Linked DNA regions of Hordeum vulgare: region 2 is linked to region 1. The links are chromatin contacts, called in public Hi-C maps. All regions are on one chromosome and are shown on one strand. Each heading gives the region's core, a stretch centred on a gene start, on an enhancer-like site or on the middle of the called end of the contact. The rest is flanking DNA. Distances are from core to core; before and after follow the strand shown. Region 1 holds the start of LOC123434820 (molybdate-anion transporter-like). Region 2 holds the start of LOC123434852 (plant UBX domain-containing protein 10).

Region 1 (4,298 bases), core at 1,038-3,537:
ATTGGTAACAACAGGGAGGAAAAGAGTGAAAGCTGATATCAAGAACACAATCTGCATATAACCTTCGACCTTCATCTTCCGAGCTAAGAGACGAGATGCAATTGAGCTACCCAACATCGAGGAGAGCATGAATGTGGCAAATATGAAGCCATGAGGAATGTCTTCATCATTTGGGCTCAAAGCAGGAGTCCACAAGAAAACAAAAGTGTACATTGAACCCTCAAACAGTGACTGTATGGCTCCGAGCAATGCAATCTTTTCATCTGAAATATTATGAGAATTCCATTAATCATCAACATTAAGTCCAAGACAATTATTATGTCCTTTCTTATGCCACGATAGGCTAAACTTACCAGAAGCAATGGCTTTAGCTGCAACCTTGAACTGGGCCATCAAGTCCTTTCCTTCAGATGCATCTCCATAGTTCTCACCCCACGACGATAAGATGATTGCCATGCCTATTGCTAGGAAGCAAGCAGCAGCATCAAATGGAGCAACAGGGCCAAAACCCAAGTTATCAGCCAGTAGATTTGCAAATAGCCCTGCGACAATGGCAACTAGGCCATTCCCAAGAAATATAGCCTTGGAGAATGTTATCGACAGCCACTGAGGATCAAAACCTCTCTGCACAATCACAAGGTAGATTTGCACACTGTCAGTCAAAAAATCAAGGGTGTCTTACAAGAGGGAAGTCCCCAAACACATTGAAAAAATTGCGCAGTAAGTTAATCACAAAAGGTACAGTGTTTAAGAAAAAATACAACAGCGGATTGTACTAAAGAGGAGACAACAGAGTACTCACGATACTTGTACACATCAATTAGTTTCTAGAACGAATGGCAAATTCTCAGAAGGTTTAACCTGAAAAACTGCTATTTAACATTGCCATGGTTCTCATTCCTGGTGACTCCTGACCATGTGGGAATAGTGGAACACTAGATCTACGCACACAAGGACTAAAACTCAAATAAACATATACAAAGAAACCTGGACTGCTGACAGGATGTGTGCAAGAGAGTTAACCGCTGATAAGAGTTCAACAATCAGACCTCAGATACTAGGGCAGTTAGTAGTATGTTTAGCTGTGCATTGTATTTCAGTGTATCATTACAAGTGCGTTCTCATACATCTTCGATGCAGAGGGCAGGTTCATGAAGCTTCCATTTTCCAAAAACAAGCATCACTATAAATGTGTTCTTACACATATATTTTCAGTTTTATATACCTTGAAGTCATTTTATATACAAGTTGCCGTGTACAGCAGTCAACTCTCCCTGGTCCATTAATATGACCGACACAAATACCAAAATAAGCATTATAATCAAAAGCAACGGTTAAGGGGAATGGAAGGACCATTTTTCAGAATAAAGCTGAAGCAGAAGTATACAACGGACTGAATAAGCACACAGATCTGGGCGAGCTGCTACCTTGTTGTGCTCTGCGACGAGCCACGACTCGAATGCCGAGAAGAGCAGCGATGTTGCAATGCCTCCAAGCACGCGGCCAATCATCAGAATCCTGTACTGCGGGGAGTGCTTCGTGATGCAGCTGAGGATGTAGGTAATGCAGTAGGTGATGCACGCCCTCTTCCTTCCCCTGCGAAGGACGACCCAAACCCTCGTCAGCCACCGGGGAATACCGACGAAATTTTTTACGCAACCCCGCCAAGGAAGGGATGGAGGAGCACGCACTGCTTGTCGGCGAGCGACCCGACGATGGTGCCGAAGAGCATGGAGGAGCCGAAGCCGGCGATGAAGAGGCGGCCGATGTCGCCCTTGTCGAACCCGTACTGGCTGTAGAGGTAGTACACGTAGGGCCCCTGCAGCCAGTCCCCGGCTGCGCCACCGCCACCAGCGCATGATTCAGACGTCAGAAAATCGAGAGAAGACGCAGCATTGCGCCGCCCGAGTTCAGATCTGGGCGAAATTGAGGGAGAGGTGAGGGGTCGGGCGCGTGCGTACACATCATGAGGGAGTAGACGAGGACGTAGTTGTTCTTGAAGGAGTTGAAGGCCGTCGGGGTGGCGACGCGGTCCTTGCCGGACTTGCCGAGCTCCAGCGCCGCCACGACGGCGGCGAGGCCGCCGAAGACGAGGTAGTAGAACACCTCCATGGCGGGGCCTGCCGAGGAGCGGAGGGGATCGCGATTCGGGGGGTGGCGAGTGCGATTGGGGTCGGTTTGTTATAGGGGAATGGATTTTATACGCGCAGCGGCGGGCGTGCCATCTGCGTCGGCGTTAGATTTCGGGGCAGGGGACACTGAGGCTGCGCGTGCCCGACGTTTGGTTGGGTCGCACTCGCTCGGCGGTTCTTTCTTTTATTAGTCCAAACACGCCCAAGTTTGTTAATTAAGCACAATGTTTAAAGAATTAGTCTGATAAAGAATTACTCCCACCGTCACAGTATATTGGGCGTATCTCACAGGACTCTCGGATCTAGATGTTTTTTTATTGATAGCAAAAACTGAAAGGGCCCATGCGTTGCAACGGGAGAAAGAAATACCACACTGCACACGCTCTTAATTTATAAAAAATGTCTATAATTTGAGAATTTATAGTTACGATACAAATAAAGATGGTCTTATCCTACAAAAATGCAGTTCAAAACTTCACAGGTCTTCTATTTTAACACGGCTTGCATGTAGATTTAATACGTACAAAGAATCAATCAAGTGACCTTCAATTTCATCTCTAATCCTGATTTTGTTGACGTGTTCATCCCCAACCCGGATGAGCACCGGTATGAAAGAAAGACGAATAATTACTTATTTATTAAGATTGCACCCTAGATAGTATTTTTATTAAACGTTTAACAGATAAAATAATATCATATTTAAATTCTACATATTTTTCCAATCAAATTCCATGTATAATATGTTAAATTTGGAGTTACGGTTTAAAAGGTATGAGTATTTAAAAAAATATTTAATATATACTACGAGTTTAATGTCATAAACAGTAAGGGCTTTTTTGTAAAATCACCTCGGTGGGTTTTCCGACGGAAGCGATAGCCTCTTTATTATTAGGTAAAGATAGCAAAAACCGAACCAACGACTGTAAAAGCGCCTAATTAATCACAAAACTGACGCATTAGTACCCCCGTCCACTAAACGAACAACTTTCTCGCATGCATTGGTGGAGATGGTTTTCAAAACACCCCAATTAATAGGCTAATTAAGTCATGCGCCTTATTTCCTTCTAATTGTGAAAAATTATCGTTTTAGAGATACGCTCAATATACTGTGATGGAGGGAGTAGCGATACTGGGATTTTAAAATGTATGTGAATTGATAGCTATTACAGCTTGGTATTTATGATGGAATAGTCACAAACTGGTTGGTGAAGAAAAGTTTGAAGATGCACATTAAATTTCAATGGATGCACCCGCCTAAGGCCTTTATCAATGCATCGTTTTTAAGCACATTATCATGGAAGCATTAATAATTTAAGAGGCTACTAGTCCAATGCATTGTTTCTTAGGCTGGTCATAGTGGGGAGTATCATATAGTAGTATCATGCATGTGATATTATTGTATGATACTACCTCCATAATGCATAGTATCATAAACTAGTACTACCTCCGTCACAGTTTAGAAGGCATAGTTAAATTTACGTGCTTTTCCATAACAGACAAGGTTTAGGACACATTGCATTTACTCCTAGCAGCTAATTAGTACTCTATTATACTATTTCTATATGCATGTGTAGTGTGAATGCTATTTTTTAGCCCATCTCACAGTCAATCAATAACCACCTAGGTTCCAGAGAATTTGCATGCATGCCTTCTAAACCGTGACGGAGGGAGTATCATAGATGACCTCATTTATTGACATGCATGACACATAGTAGCATAGCATTTAACATGTTACGGTATCTACCTATGTTACTCTAACTCTCTCTCTCTTCTTTAATTGTCTGCCACATCAAAATGTTTGCTAGTCTCAAGTACATGATACTACCTAAGTTACTCCCACTATGGCCAGCCTTAGGTCTGTGCCAATGCATCATCTCTTATCACGTTATCATAGAAGCATTAATAATTTAAGATATAATCATGACAATCCATTGTTTCTTATGAGTTATATGTACACTTAATAATTTGGAGTAATGGATGCATATGATTGGAATAGAACCGTTTTTTGCCTATGACCACGTGCAAGGGTTGTATGTTAGCTAAGATACAACCTCATCCTCTTTTTTCATTAACTAGTATGCCACGTCGGCAAAATACCTATGAAGTCGCGCTAAGAAACTAGCATTGTCACCGACCTTAGAGGTTGTCTCTAAATTTAATGATTTG
Region 2 (4,188 bases), core at 1,180-3,679, 640 kb before region 1:
AGGTGGATGTTACCACGAAGGCACACCAACGCCACGAAGGCTCACCCTATTCTCCCTTTGAGATAACACCACGAAGGCGTTTCTCAACCACTAGTGGTAAGCCTTTGAGGTGGCTTCCAAACCCTCACAAACTTTTCCGGGGGAAATCACACAGATTGATTCCTCTCCGAAGAACTCCTACCGCCTAGGAGTCTCCAACCTACAAGAGTAACAAGATCACGGGGAATGCTCAAAACTTGCTCAAATCTCAAAATAGCTTGGGTTGAGAGGAGGAGAGGGAGACGATCTATCTTTTGATTGGAACAACTCTCAAAGGGGCTCACAAATGCTCTTGGGATCTAAGATTTCGTGTGAGCAAGTGTGTGTGAGGTAGAAATGTGTTCTTATGAGGATAAGGTTGTGTTGGGCACGCTCTCACGAAGTGGGAGGGGGGTATTTATAGTGGGGAGAGAAAAACAGCCGTTGGGGACACTTTAAGTCACACAGGGGTCGGACATCCGGCAGTTCACGGATGTCCGGGCGTCCACAAGGGGTCGGACGTCCGATAGGGGTCGGACGTCCGAGGGCTGTAAATATATCTGGAACCACTGTGGAGTTGAACAGGGACCGGACGTCCGGAGAAGGCCGGAAGTCCGAGTTATTCGACTCAAACTTCTCTGGTGCAAGATTCTGGATTTTCAAAAGGGGACAGACGTCCGGCCCCCGGAGGGAGCCGGAAGTCCAAGTTATATGGCTCAAGTTTCTCTCGTGCAAAGCTTCGGATTTCCGAAGCTGGTCGGACGTCCGGCCCTCGGACGTCCGGAGGGAGCCGGAAGTCCGAGTTATATGGCTCAAGTTTCTCTGGTGCATAGTTCCAGATTTCCGAAGCTGGTCGGACGTTCGGGCCTCAGACGTCCGGAGGAGGCCGGATGTCCGAGGCACTGGTCCTGTTTTCTGATAACGGCAGAGCAGTGGAGATGTGGTAAGAGCAGAACAATGGATATCTAGTTTGAGCAAGTTCATCACAAAACCCGAGATCCCCTCTTAATAGTGCGGGATCCCTAAAGACTCGAGAATTATAAAAGGGGTACCGATGTTCCATACTTGAGTGTATACTTTTATTCGTTGATCATCACTCCGCACCACTAACGTCAAAGGAACTGATACCTTTGAGTTAGCCCTTTCACTTGAGCTTGATGTTGTTGTTCCTTCTTGGCTCAAGTTGAAAGCAAGACATGATGAAGTCTTCAAGCAGCTCTTCCATACACAATGTGGAAAGCCTAGCTTATGTATTCATCTTCATTTGTCCACCATGTGAACATCCACAAGAATCAAACATGTAGTGCTGAGGAATGCTTATCTTGATCTTGTCCTTGTTAGCACATGAGCTTGTCCTTATCAACACATGATCATTAACAATAGTTTCAATGATATATTCGTGCTGATCCACTTGAACTTGCACACCACAATCTTGATGACGATCACCACTTGACGTCATCCTTCATGAGTTGTATGGGATCTTCCTTTTGACGCAGGCCCATGGAAGCACACCTAACCCCCACATAGGACTCTCACAAAGACCATGGGTTAGTACACAAACACGTAATGGACAATGCTTACCATACCATGGGATCACTTGATCCCTCTCGGTACATCTTATACGCTTTGTGTGTTGATCATCTTGATTTACTCTTTGTCTGAGATCTTGATCAACCTAGTGTCTCTATGACCATTCTTTGGATAATACCTTAAATACCATCTTGGTCATCATATAAACTCCTTAAACCCAACATATGGACTTCAAGAAGTGCCTATGAACAAATCCTATAAATATAACTTAAGGCAACCATTAGCCCATATGAATTGTCATCAATTACCAAAACCACATATGGAGATATATGCTCTAACAGCCGCGACGACGAGTGATGTGGCAGCGACATGGGCACAGACCAGGGTGGACCAGGGTCAACGCGATGCGCTCGAGCGCCGCAACGGAGGCAGTGAGCGGGGAGAGGTCCAGCCGTGGAGGCGGGTGGGTTGAGATCGACAGCGGTGGCGGTTGAGGTCGGCCGTGGCGGCGAGTGGTGTGGCGGCGACCTGGGCATAGGCCAGGGTGGCCCAGGGTCGACGGGAGAAGGCGATGCGTACGGGTATAATTTTTTGCAGCGAATCGTTTTTTCCTTTTGCGTTGCAGATAAATGATGGAGCGCGGGTTGAATAACAAAAATTACATTTTTTTTTTATAAAATGCCGTGATGGGTTTTCCGACGGAAGCAATAGCCGCATTATTATTAGGTAGGTATAGGTATATATAGAGGTATAGATATTCCTGATATTAATATATTTAAAAAAAACTCAGCAAATTCAACAGAAAATTTCATAAATCACAATACGTTACGCCGTATGCTTACTAGAGAAGCGATGAGCGCAGCATTCCGTTCCGTTCCGTGAAGGAAGAGGAGACGTCACGTCACCACCGAGTCGTCTCTTTGCTCGCTCTCGCGACCAATCCAACTCGAGAGTTGAGACTACTCTTCGCATCTCCTCTTCCTCTCTAGTCCCAACCACCTAACCGCCCCCAAATCTCCAAACCCTAGCTCTACCCCACCCCCACCACGCAGCCGGCCGCCATGGCCGAGACCGTCGACGACAAGGTTGCATACTTCCAGGCCGTCACAGGCATCCCCGACCCTGACCTCTGCTCCCAGATTCTCGCCGCCAACAACTGGGACCTCCAGCTCGCCGTCTCCTCCATGACCGGCGACCCCTCCTCGCCCGAGCCGTCCACTTACGCCCCGCCGCCCCCGCCTCCGCTGGAGTCCGATTCTATCGCCTATCAGCCCCCTGCGCCGGCCCCTCAGCAGCAGCAGCAGCGGCAGCAGCCGGGGATCGCGTGGAGGCTAGTGACCCTCCCTTTCTACGTGGTCTCCGGTGGGGTCGGCCTCGTCACCGGTTCCATCCGCCTCGGTGTCTGGGTCGCGAGCGGCGTGCTGTCCCGATCCCTCTCCCTCCTCGGCCTCGCGCAGGGCGGCGCTGACCGCTTGCTTGAGCTGCCCCCGTCCGCCGCGGAGGCGGTTGGCTTCCTGGCCGAGTTCGAGCACGAGTTTGGGGCTGGCCGTGGCCCGCGCTTCGTCGCTGAGGGATTTTCTGACGCGCTGCAGCGTGCGCAGCGTGAGTACAAGCTTCTCTTCGTGTACCTCCACTCCCCTGACCACCCGGCCACCCCGGCATTCTGCGGTGGCTGCCTCTGCTCCGAGCCGGTGGCCGCCTTCATAGATGAGAACTTCGTTGCATGGGGTGGTAGCATCAGGAGGACTGAAGGGTTCAAGATGAGCAACAGTCTGAATGCATCACGCTTCCCCTTTTGTGCGCTAGTCATGGCATCTACGAACCAGAGAATCGTGCTGTTGCAGCAGGTATGGTGTTGGTGTGCTCATCATTATTTTTTCCTTCTAAGATCCAGTTCCTGTGCTGCTTGGATTCTGGGTTTCAGGGTTTGTTATGTTATAATTAGCACATCGATTATAGTGCAGGTGTTTGTGTGGAGATCGATATAACTTCGCATTATAGATAAGCTTAGCTGAGTATGTGGGTTACTTGCAATTAGATAAGCTTAGCTGAGTATGTGGGTTACTTGCTGGGGCTATGTAAAATGAGTTTGCGCTTCTTTAATTACGATGTTTGATTCATTATGATGTGTTCATGCAGTAGCTTAGAACAATAGTTACAGACCTGTGCCATGTGAGTTAGTTAAGCCTATTGCTATGCCCTTGTGCCGATAGACTAATAGCTGGTTATAGTAAGATTGCCCTGCCTTCAGAATATAACTGCATTACTTATTGAGTTTATTAGTTGTCTTGGACATGTATATGTGCTGTCATATAGAAAATCTTTTATCCTACACTGTTTGTGATGTATGTGTGAACACTATAAAGTAATCAAAAACAAAAGTGCATGATATCTTTCACAAATTATTTTTATCAACCCTCCTCTATTGTTTAATTGTCTGTATTTGTTATCGGCATTGGAGTTTGAAGTTGAGTTGAGTGGTAAGATTGAATAGTGCAGTTTTAGTAATTATTACCATTCACTTGTTTTACTGCAATACATCAATTGGAATTTTAGGAGTTCTTTTTTGTTTTTTATACCCAGTTTTCAATTCCAGTCCCAAACAATTGAAATGTTCTCCCTTGGGAATTGGGATTACAC

What was found. Hi-C and Micro-C count contacts between places; a contact is called where the count stands out from the background.
Region 2: a contact with region 1 is called in a Hi-C map of leaf, with 2.4 times the contacts expected there. The contact joins the promoter of LOC123434852 here to the promoter of LOC123434820 in region 1. A contact is called at or near these places in 1 of 6 Hi-C or Micro-C datasets (leaf) and 1 of 1 datasets of contacts at active chromatin or transcription factors (embryo).

What each region holds. Positions count from the first base shown.
Region 1 is chr1H:338,479,518-338,483,815 of MorexV3_pseudomolecules_assembly, reverse strand. LOC123434820 (molybdate-anion transporter-like) reads right to left here and starts at 2,287. Exons shown (of 8, transcript XM_045115536.1): 1 at 1,962-2,287; 2 at 1,692-1,836; 3 at 1,428-1,596; 4 at 354-624; 5 at 1-263. The coding sequence starts at 2,112.
Region 2 is chr1H:339,115,417-339,119,604 of MorexV3_pseudomolecules_assembly, reverse strand. LOC123434852 (plant UBX domain-containing protein 10) reads left to right here and starts at 2,429. Exons shown (of 4, transcript XM_045115538.1): 1 at 2,429-3,395. The coding sequence starts at 2,610.